2 separate regions of the Zea mays genome follow, and region 1 is linked to region 2. A link is a contact called in public Hi-C data. All regions are on one chromosome and are shown on one strand. The core of a region is the stretch at or near the end of the contact, and the rest is flanking DNA. Distances in the headings are between cores, read along the strand shown.

The links. Hi-C and Micro-C count contacts between places; a contact is called where the count stands out from the background.
Region 1: a Hi-C map of tassel shows a contact between it and region 2, with 2.5 times the contacts expected there. The contact joins the promoter of LOC100281150 here to the enhancer-like site in region 2. A contact is called at or near these places in 3 of 25 Hi-C or Micro-C datasets (bundle sheath, ear and tassel).

What each region holds. Positions count from the first base shown.
Region 1 is chr4:160,538,907-160,544,897 of Zm-B73-REFERENCE-NAM-5.0, forward strand. It overlaps LOC100281150 (protein binding protein), which reads right to left and starts at 2,545. Exons shown (of 5, transcript NM_001154069.3): 1 at 1,877-2,545; 2 at 57-176. The coding sequence starts at 2,409.
Region 2 is chr4:160,324,582-160,330,450 of Zm-B73-REFERENCE-NAM-5.0, forward strand. LOC100274524 reads left to right here. Exons shown (of 4, transcript NM_001148881.1): 4 at 3,027-3,438. Among protein-coding and RNA genes, the nearest start is that of LOC100274524, 11 kb to the left of the region's middle. Within about 2 kb of position 3,825, at least 18 of the 20 cell types and tissues checked have an H3K27ac peak or open chromatin away from gene starts, as enhancers often do. A contact at or near this core is called in bundle sheath, ear and tassel, where this site is marked.

The DNA.
Region 1 (5,991 bases), core at 1,295-3,794, 210 kb after region 2:
TGACTATATTTTCAAGAACTATGTGTAAAATTAACGAAAAAAAGAACTATGTGTACCAGTAAAGTTGAGGCGCATCACGGGTAAGAACTTCTCCACCAGCAGATACCCAATAAAATCCAATTATCCACCACACAAATGAGAACATTGTGTTAGCAGACTCCAGATGTTTAGCTATACTGCAAGACGGCAAAGAGGACATAGTTGGTAGTTTACATGTTAAAAATATTAACAAAAAATAGCCGGTAAATGGGATTAAGAAATAGAAACAATATGTGTGATGAATTCAGCAGGCAGCAGATAATTCAATGTGATGAAGTATGGAGCTTAAGCTTATAGACAAAAAATTATTTATTTTTTGGAATCAATGAAAAATTAATGTGTACACTGGCATATATGAAGCCAAACAATGCAATCTGAGCAATGCATAATAAAATACAAGAAACTAGCCACCAAGTTAGTCCACATATAGCCAAATATGCAGAATATACCAGTAGTTAGACTTCCGTAGGTGGCTTAACGACAAATGCAGACTAACAGACTCTATCTTACTTAGTCTATCAAAATCACATATCTGTCAAACATCTTGTTCGAAGGTTCAAATTATACAGCAAAATCAAGTGAACGGTGTCGTGTTTGAATTTTGAACGTCATCATGGTCATGGTTCTATGCACCAGTATGGCCAAATAAACTTGTACTACTGTGTGATCAAGTGGATGGAGATCTCAGAAACAAAAAATAACTAGACTGGGCATTGCAAGAAACAACTGTAGTGATCTCATCAGATAGGCTTCAGAGACGTGGTATGTGGTACTTTTTGAAAAGTTGTTGCTCTACACTCAATCTGAACTATTCCGCCTCAACATCTTAAGTTCCACTGAGATTTTAGTACCAATTACCTCACAGAAGTTCTCCATATGATCTAGCTTTTCAATGCATAATAAGAGAAACATAAGTAGCTAAGAAAAACTACTCTCACAGCACTCTCACAAAGGGTTTTGCTCCTGTGCCACCATTTTTTTTTCTTCTCTGGATTGCAAAAGTAACATTGCCTTCCACACTCAGCTTGCTCTTTCTGCCACTGCACCAATAGACCACACTTCAATCCATCCCACTGTCAACAGCTGCCTAACCCATTTCCCCGTAGTTGATATGCTTGCTCACTAGCAGTAGAGTCCATGGCCACCATCGTATGCCAACCCCACCTTCAAGGCTACAACCCCCTTGCTTAGCAGCATCCAGATCCAGATCACCCAGCAACTTTCCTCCGGTGTCACTCCCCAGCTAGACTGGTACTGCTGCTCAATATCTCGATGGAAGCAGCTGACGTCGTTAGCTGGCTCACTCAGGAGGGCTTTGTCCTTGCTGCCAAAGGTGGTGGAGATGAGGGGATCACCAAAGAAGATGGTACTAACATATTGGAAGCGAAGTGCTAGATGGTGGAAGACACCAAACAAAAACAATTCGAAGAAAAATAGTGCACAGGAGGAAACCCCTTCAGCAGGTGTGCTACGATACCATTTTTTATTACATACAAATGAATTTAAGTGAGTGGAAAATGTGCCTATATTCTGCAACATTGGGCAGAAATGTTGGATTGGGAGAAGGGATAAATCACAACCAGACCAAATGCACTATTACGATTCGTCTATTGTTCAACAGTCACAGTCGCCCCCAGATATGTGGTTCCGCCTGCACTGCCCAACACAAACAACATTTCAAGCAACTATGCAAACATTCAAGCAGAAACTAGACAATAAGGAATATTAAAACTAAAGTGAGAATCCCTAAGCTATAACTACAAACATGAAAATCACTCCAGCTACTGACAGAAAAATTTAAGGGAACTGCGTCTATCTCGCCACGTACTCCAATTACCTGAGGCAGTCACCACTTCGACTATGGGAGCCGTGCTCTCTGTCGTCGTCGCTGGAGGACGATGATGCACTACCACTTCCGCTCTCCTCGTCGACAGGAATTGGCGACCCGCCGAGCTGGCCGTATCGCAAACGATACTCGATGGCAACGCAGACCATGTGGACGACGCACTGGGCGGTGTACCCAGCGATCCAGAAACGAAGCGGCATGGAGGGGCTCTCGTGGTGGCTGAGCACGAGCACGACGGCGGAGACGAGGATGAAGGCGAGGTTCCAAAGGAAGTCGAGCGCCACCACGGGGCGGGAGTAGGCCCAATCCGCCTGCCGTTCCTCCAGCTGCTCCGCCGCGGCCTCCCGCACCAGCAGTGACGGCTCCCGCATCGCTCGGCGCCCGCCACGCCGCAGCAGCCGCGCCGCGCCCCGGAGAGACGGCCGGCGCAGCGCGCCCGCGCGGCGCCGCCCGACACCACCGAGGAGCGGCGCCGAGTCGAGGAGAACGTCTCCGCGGGGGCTCGGGGAGCGAAGTGTCGCCATCGCGGAAACCCTAGCGATATCGCGGGGAACTGGGGAAGGTCCGAAGATGAGCCGTGACTCCGTGAGCGCGTGGTTCCGTGTAGCCTCTTTCTCCCCCTCGCGTAAATTGGACCCTCGGGTCTCGGGAAGCAGTGAAGAGCCAAAGCAGAGATGACGAGGTATGAGTCAATATTTTTTTAAGTAAAAATAAATTGTATGTCATCAGATTTTATAATCTAAGGGATATTATTTGTGTATGATATATGTGGCCAATGGCACATAAAAATAAGTATAAATTCCGATGGTATATATGGGATTGTCTCTACTTTTTAACATTCGAGAAAAAAGTTATAAAACATAATTCCGTTCTCGCGTAACAACATAAGATAGGAAAAAGTGAGAATTAAAAGAAAGTCCAAAGGTGATACGTGACTAAAATTTAAGCGTCTAACCCTATACAAGTGTAAAACAATTGTTGACACCATAGATATAGAACCAAACGTACCTTAAACTTTAATCTCTATCGCATCGGGTGTTTGTTGCTAGTTAAAAGTATATAAAATAAAATCTAATTATAAAACTAGTTACACAAATTATGACAGTTGCACAACATATTTGGCACCTGGACGGCCGGACGGTAGATCCATAGGTGTAGTCCAAACGGTCCGTGATTAAATTAACTCAGGCGATAGTCCTAAACCCATATGTGGTTATCCTAACAAACTCGCGAAAAAATGTTGGATCTCGCCTAGTAACAAGTCCAGACCTCCACCTATATATATATGAAGGGTACGACCGATTGAGAAGACACACAATTCAATCGAACCAATCCAATTACCTTATCATGTCTTAGGAGTAGACATAGCGTAAGTCTAGTTGTAGTTTCTCAATCTCAATCTCCACCTCTCTTCGACTCTACATCGTCACCAGTGGTCGTCCTATTAGAACGCCCGTCCGCAACCTTCCAGGATTTCAGATTCCACTGGTGACCGATGTCATAGCCTCCGAGGCGTAAGTGTTAGCAGTCCGACCGACTTCCTTGAGGGAACCTTTCGTTTGTATCATCCATTCCTTAGGTCCATTTAACGGGGATGAGGGCAGGGTCGTCATGTGCATCCCTCTTCCCCGGGGTTCGATTGTGGAGCCTCAGGTTACATTGTCATAGCCCCCCTTTCTGTCCAGGGTCCCGTGGGAGGGAGACACGACACAATGACATATATCACTGAGCACCCTTTAACGCAAATAAGAAATATTGAAACGATTAGTTTGGAAGGATGGAATAACTTAGTTGGTTTATCGATGAAGATTTCTACCTATTGTTCTGCTAATTCCTTCGTTGGCTGACCCATGATCCTTGTGTTCATCTTGTTGCTTATAAAGTTAGCTACTGGAGAAAAAGAGGAGAGTCAGTCTGTCCTTGGGCCAGGGCTTGTCGCTTATTTCATACGCCTGACTCAGGTAAAGGTCTCGAAATTGCACTTTATTGACGATTGTTAAGGGTTACAATCGGAGTGGGGACTCGCTCTTGCCAAGAACTACGGGGGATCTCTAGCAAAAGAACTACCTTGGAGACTTCTTTGGTACTCACTTCCCGACGCCGTTAGCAACGTTTGTTCTTTCGAGGAGCGGGAGTCACACGTTGGGGAGATCAAGGCCATGAGGGCGGCACAACCTCTGCTCTCCCTGCCACTAGGGGTCTGTCCTCATTGCTCGTTGGAGAACCAATATCCGATTCTGAGTCTGAGTATGAGCAAAGGCGTTCAAGATAAGATGTTCGTCGTCGTTGACCATCCCACGAATTCCAAATCGTCGACTGTGGGAACATAACTACAGGCCATGAGGGCGGTGATCGTCCCCGTGGCATGGCGAATACGGGGCACAAACTCCGTGGTAACGTCATTGAAGTCGTCTGGGGTGGTTGCCCCTCCCTAACGCACTACGACGTCAAGCTCACTTAGGAAGAGAAGAAAGCCCGTAGATCATCGTACGATGGGTCGGGCCCCATATGAAGCATGATTTGTCGCTTTATCTCTTCGTTCACAGAGGGAAAGGTTGGGTCTAGCTCTGCATCTTGCTCCCGTGGGGCAAGCCAGAGGGCGCCGAGGGCCTCCGCGATGGTGTTGAGGTTCTTAGACGGTGGTGGTCGGGCTTCTAGGACCCTCATTGTAAGGAAAATGGACCCGAGCCATTTGGCTCAAAAGGTTTTGGTGTTTGATGATCAACATAACCTGTGAACTAATGTGTTTGCTAGTGTTTATGATTGTAGTTCACAGGATGCTAAAGTGACTCGGACTAAGTCATTGAGGAAAGCAACACCTCAAAAGAAGGCATTATGAAGATCACAAGTGAAGACCAACAAGTATCAAGCAAAGTCCAAGAAACGAAGAAAAGTGTTGCCACAGGCGGACTATCCGGTCAGGGACACCGGACTGTTCGGTGCATCAAGGAACTGTAGCCCAACGGCTAGTTCCTGGTGGCACTGGTGGAGAGAAGCCACCGGACTATCCTGTGTGACACCCGGACTGTCCGGTGTAAAAGCTTGCAACGCCAACGGTCACCTGCGTGTCAGATTCAATGGCTAGGCGCACCGGACAGGGGCACCGGACTGTCCGGTGTGTCGCAGAGCAGCAACTTTTCTCCAACGGCTAGAATTGAGTTGGAGCCTATATATACTCTACCCAACCGGCCATTTCAAAGGTGTGGGAGCCTGAAAGTCGCCTAGAGGGGGGGTGAAAGTCGCCTAGAGGGGGGGTGAATAGGGCGAATCTGAAATCTACAAACTTAATCACAACTACAAGCCGGGTTAGCGTTAGAAATATAATCGAGTCCGAGAGAGAGGGTGTAAAACAAATCACAAGCGAATAAAGAGTGTGACACGCGGATTTGTTTTACCGAGGTTCGGTTTTCGCAAACCTACTCCCCGTTGAGGTGGTCACAAAGACCGGGTCTCTTTCAACCCTTTCCCTCTCTCAAACGGTCCCTCGGACCGAGTGAGCTTCTTCTTCTCAAACAAATGGAACACGAAGTTCCCGCAAGGACCACCACACGATTGGTGTCTCTTGCCTCGATTACAAGTGAGTTTGATCTCAAGAGAGAATGAGAAAGAAAAGAAGCGATCCAAGCGTAAAAGCTCAAATGAACACGACAAATCACTCTCTCTAATCACTAAAGCTTTGTGTGGAGTTGGGAGAGGATTTGATTTCTTTGGTGTGTCTTGTATTGAATGCTAGAGCTCTTGTAAGTAGTTGGAAGGTGGAAAACTTGGATCACTTGAATGTGGGGGTGGTTGGGGTATTTATAGCCCCAACCACCAAACTAGCCGTTTGGTGGAGACTGCTGTCGCATGGCGCACCGGACACTGTCCGGTGCGCCAGCCACGTCACCAGGCTGTTGGGTTCCGACCCTTGGAGCTCTGTCGTGTGGGCCCGCGCTGGCTGTCCGGTGGTGCACCGGACAAGTCATGTAGACTGTCCGGTGTGCCACCCGCGCGTGCTCTGTCCTCTGCACGCGCAGGCGCGTATTTAATGTGTTGCAGTCGACCGTTGCGTGCGAAGTAGCCATTGCTTTGCTGGCTCACTGGACAGTCTGGTGTGCACCGGACAT
Region 2 (5,869 bases), core at 2,575-5,074:
CCTTTATTCTGGAAACAAACTAATGCATATCTCCCTGTAATAAAAACTTGCCTACTAACCCGATTGCTAGCCACTTTTCTGATCACTTTCCTTGTTTGATTATGCTGCTGGATCCTGGCGCCTGCGCCTCTGGTACTTGCAGCCTACAAATGCATCAGTAACAATATTCTTATATTTCAGTTCATTTGAGACCACGATTGTGGGAAAATATCACTGTTTACCACCCTGTTAGGTCAATGACCATTACTAATCACTGAAACGGTGAAACCATAATCTGTGTGACTTTGGACTAGTCAATAGTATATTGTATTTCAGAAATGCAAATGAATCCACTATTGTGTGAGATCTCACTGTTTATCCTCACCAACTGTGTTGTTTGAGGTTTGACATATGGTCCATAACCCCTATCCTTGTTTTGTAGAAAATAAAAACTTTTGTGTGTAATCTTTGACTCCATTAAAACTCGACCTGCATGGGTAAGACGCCCCCACATCCTTGTATTAAGAAGAAGACCTCACACAAGTCGAGAAAGCCCTAGAACCCCTGTGACCTATACACAGCGGCACCATAGCTCATGTGAGAACGACCGGTACCGGGCCTTAGACCTGTGCTTTGGCGTGGGACAGATGAGAGGATTTTTTTAACCACAACCTGAAATTCGCTCTCACGTGGAATCAATCACAGGATCTGAGGAGTGCTACTTAGACCACCTAACCAACTCAGCTAGAGGCTCTTTCGCAACCTTTGAGTCCATTGGTGTGCAATTTCTTTGGACACATTAGTTTCTTATTTGTATATCCTCATCTATTTATTAAATGAAATCTGCTATTAAGAGACTTTATGTAGGTAGCCGTGCTCCCTGATATTCGAGGGCCTGTTTGTAGAGCTCCAGGTCCTTGATTCTTTGATGGAGTGATTCTGGTGGGTGAGTGGAGTGGGGAGCAGGTGAGAATCAATTCTAGAATGATTCTCGTGGAGATTGAATAGGTAGCAGTGAGGAGGGTGTTTTTTTAGCTCCCAGCTTCTAGTGCAAATGGAGAAGTGATTGATGTTTACTCTTTATCAGAATCTGTACAGATTTTACTGTTTGCCTTGGTTGAGTGATTCTCGCATAGAAGCTGCTCCAAGGAGCGTGCCAAATGGCCCATGAATGTTATCCCTGACAGAAACAAAAGAAGGTTAGTCAGACACCACATAGTAGTGACTTGGCCGCGGTTATATAGGAACTAGGAAACCATCTGTTTATTTAGGTAGCTTACTTGACTTATTTAAGAACATTACTGTACAAATAAATTATAGAGAAAATTGTGTAGTGTAAGGTATTACCTTTTTATGCATATGAATATATGACTTCTATCATGGTTCTCAAGGAATGAAATGAAAACATGATCACAAATCTAATCCTCTTTGATGATCATGTCAGAGAAATAGGTACAATTTTGCCCTTTGGAAACTAAATACTCTTTGTATAGCTTTTGCGCAGATAGTCAAGACAGTTCCTGTGAAAGATATGACTTATGAGCTTGCCTTTTTTGTGCTTGGTAATGCGATCTAGGGTTGGAAACGAGCCGAGCTCGGCTTGACTCAATCACATTGCGAGCAGGAAGATTAGGCTCGACTCAGGGTCAGGCTCGCAAGCCGCCACACTAAGTCTCATTTAGAGCATAAATTGTATATTTTCGTTGTATATAAAATAAAAAAACATGTATAAAAAATTCAGCAACATATTTTAAACTATATCTAGTGTTGGGTCCATAAAAAATAAGAAAACAATTCAATAACATAATAATGTAATAGTGTAAGTGTAACAACATAGCACCATATCATTAGGCCGGCTCGTGAGCTGGCTTGGGCTCACTGTTTGAGCGAGCCACAAAAGTAGGTTTGACTCGGGCTCATTCAGGCTCGTGAGCCTTTCTGAGCCCGAGCAAGTCCGAGCCGGCTGACGAGCCTCGAGCTTTTTTTCCAGCCCTAGTGCGATCTAGTTGATTGTGTTACAACATTACTCTATCCTCACAAAAAAATAGTGCAATCTGTCCCTTTAATGGCTTCAGTAGTTCAATACGAATACCTGATGGAAAGCTGGAATAGCGCTTTCTTTTGATAATTGAAGACATTTTAATGCCATTTGATGGCACCATGCACTTAGATTTCAGGAATATTGCCCCTGCTTGCTGCTAAGAGGAAAATAGCCTTTCTTTTATTAATTAGGAAGTTAACGTTAAATGGTACTACACCCGTTCTCGAATATTTGTCGCTCGTTAGTTCATATCTGAACTAAACGACGACAAAAAAGAACAGAGGGAGTATATTATAGTGTAAGCAATCAAATGTTCACTTCAGAGGTGGATCTTGACCAAACAATTAGGAGGGTCTGGTCTAGCTAAATTAAACTATAATAACCATGAACAATACTAAAATTATTGTTTATTTACTATTTAGTGGAGAATTAGTTGACAGGGGAGCATGGCCCACCTTGGTCTGAACTAAGCTCCGCCTCCAATTCACTTTGTTTAGAAGCCACTGCCACGCCTTATGGTGAATGTGGGATAAACCTTGAACGTTGCCATGTAGGTGGTAGAGCACCTTTTCTAGATGTAGCATGGACATTAGAGTTTGTCTTGGGTATATGATGTGTACAATTGGATGCCTTACCTTCCATTTGCATAGCATAATTGTGTTCACGGTAGTGCAATGCTGCAGTATTTTTTCAGATATTTGTCAGCCTGTACACATTGCTGACTGTTCATTATCCTGAGTGTGTTCTGACTGTAGAGCTGTAGTGCAATTAATATAGACTGATCTTTCATGTGACTTCTGCGTTCGTCACTCCATCAGGCTCACATGGTATATAGTGAACATGCATGATGCACTAGCTAATCCTAAAAAAAGTTAACTGCTTTTCATGCCTTATTCGTTACTACTCGTATGCTAAAGCAATGAGCGGCAGAACTGCACTATTTTTATCCATTATTCGCAGAAAGATACTAACTGTAGCTTGCTTCCTCCCCACATTTTCTTGACAGGTATCTGATAGCTCTGCACACCACAGACTACCAACAACCTATGCTCTTCCTCAATACCCTTGCCGTCAGTGTGCTTGTGGTCGCGAAACTACCGAATATGCACAAGGTCCGGATTTTCGGAATAAATGCCGAGAACTGAGCAACGTCATCCTTCGCCAGACATTTACCCTATATGCGCTTTTCAGAACGGTTTTGTGTGTTCCCCCCCCCTTCTAGTGCCTTTAGTTGGGCTCATCAGAGCACCAGTGTTGAAAAAGTTGTTAGCAGGATGGGCCTTGGTCGCTGTATAGAGAGATGCTCGGAGGCGTGCTGTACATCTGATGTGCACGGATTCTGTACACTCTTAATGTTGCTATATATACGGTTTGTTGCAAGCATCTGTCGGTTGCTATATGTACAGTGTGGTTCTTGCAGAGCGATGTGTTTCCTCGGCTACCGTAATGCCAAGATAGCAGCAGTACAGCACTGGCTGGTGCCTGTGGACAGGCGATGATGGATTGAGGGGCAAGATTATTACAAACAGTTTTGCACGGACCGTCCGATACACATTTCTTGGCGGGAAAAACTGTTTGCTTGCCTGACATTTGGCATGAACCGACCGTACGAAGATGAACTATCAGATGAAGTCAACGGAGGTCCGTCCATCCGCCTCCATGGTAAAAGTCATCACTAAACCAGTTACCATCAGATGGCACTGCAGCTTCCTCGCAGATGAAGTCGAGCAGAGCGGCGCACGCCACGCGGGGTAAATACAGCGACATCCACTGCGCAGCATCCAAGTCGGTAATACAGCGACATCCACTGCGCAGCGTCCAAGTCGCACGCAGACACCTGCAGCAGATGGTCCGTGGACCTTGCTAGTCCGCTGGTACGGACCGCTGTTTCGGCGGCCTTGTACATACACAAAACAAAACAGTATCACGTAAAGAATCGCGTGCCGACGACGGTGAGCCTGTCCCTGTCGTCTTTTGAGCCCGGCCGGCCGCCCGCTGGCTCACGCTTCTCAGCCGTCAGCCGTCACTAGCAAATTTTTTTCCCTTGTCCGCGAGTGGGTGCGGATGACGGCTAGAACAAACTTGCCACGACCTTTCTTTACTGTACCTGGCATGCTTCCCATCAGCTGCCGTCAGCCGAGTTGGTCTACAGTGCGAGCATGAAACAATGTTTCTTTTTTGGCGAAGAGTGCGCTTCGGTGTATTTGCTGTTCTCTCTCTCTCTGAATCCAGAGTGCCAGACACAAACGCGCAACATCGTTCGCAGCATGGCTGAAACATCGATTCGAGAATATATATACTTAGCTAGAGGATCTTCAACCACAGACTGCACCGCGAGTGATGGCTCTCTGCTGACTCCAGAGGTTCCGTGATTTGTACTGTTCCAGCCAGCCATTTGTTGCCATCATATGACCGCGAACATGCTTACATGTGGAGATAAGTGGCATGCACGCGCGCCGGCACATCTTCATGCACGCCGGTCCTTCCTGATAGAAACAACACTGCCCCGCTCCGCGTCACATTAGCTTAGTACCCAGCCTTCCCGCCGAGCAATATGCATCAGACATCCTCGAACATGACACGGTGTGTCGTTTCGCTCCTTAAACTAAACAGATGGTGCTGGAACTTACCGGTCTATCTAAAACCGTCCAAAATCGGGTTTGCTCAGGCCAGATATCGACGTGTTGTGCTACATTAGAGCCACTCACTCACTCACTTGGGTCTTTAAACTTGGCATATTGTGTCCCTTTGATCCTCCAACTTTAATTAGTGCGCATTCAAACGTGGCACGCCGCGTCTGCATCCGGTTTGAGCAAACCAGGTTTTTCACGGGCCGACCAAGCTACATGGCATGTTTTCCTGGTTTCCTGAGTTCGAGGACGTGCCCAATTGATACACAGCGTGCCAAGTTCAAGGACCGCTGCTGCATTTTACTTCTTCCCGCCATATGATTGTCGTGTTCATGCATGCTTGCAATCTATTACAAGTTAATCGGGTGTCGTCCGGTTTGAGTTCTGCTATTTCTGTGTTTCAGATGCTCGCACAATTTGTTTTGCAACGAAAAGGCTCTTGTACCTCACCAATTCACCGCCATCATAAAAAAAAACTATATGTGTTTTCCACCGGTGGTCTATCTGATTTAAAAAAACTGGATAACAAATTTCAACAATCCCCACTAATGCAAGATCACTGAGAACACCAACACCAAGCCATCCAGGTCCTAGCAAAAGACAAGATTTAGTCGTCACTTGATTGGGAATCTAATCCTGGCCCTAAAATGATGCACACTTGCTACTCCCTTACTCTAGCAAATCCTTAATCTTCAACTTGAACACTTGCTAATGCTCTCCACTAGCTTCTAAATGTCCAAGGTATGTCTATCCTTGTATCTTGCCAAAGAGAGCGCAAAAAGGGCCATAACATCCGACAACTGCTTCAACCCCTCATTGGATCTGACGTTTTCAACACATCATTGGATTTTGTTGCTAGATTAGTTAGGATCAATCCATAATTAGGCTATCAATTAATTAAAATTTTGAAATATTCACAATTAATGCCAAGTGATGTGCTCCGTACGACGTGATGTGTCACCTTTTGCGACACAATGACGGTTAGCAAGAGTATAAGACATAAATGTGTTGGGCCTTAGGGCACATGGGTAAAATATATGGGTCTAACACTGACAACAGTACAATCATTAATTTACCTCTTTGCCACCATGGGAACCTATCTAGATTCATCCTATAGTCTAGAGGCTACTTAAAAGTGGACCACCTCCTTCCTAGAGAAGACACCTCTCCTCCCTCACTCCGTCCAGTACATTCTTGTGCTTGAAGCTGTCTATATGAT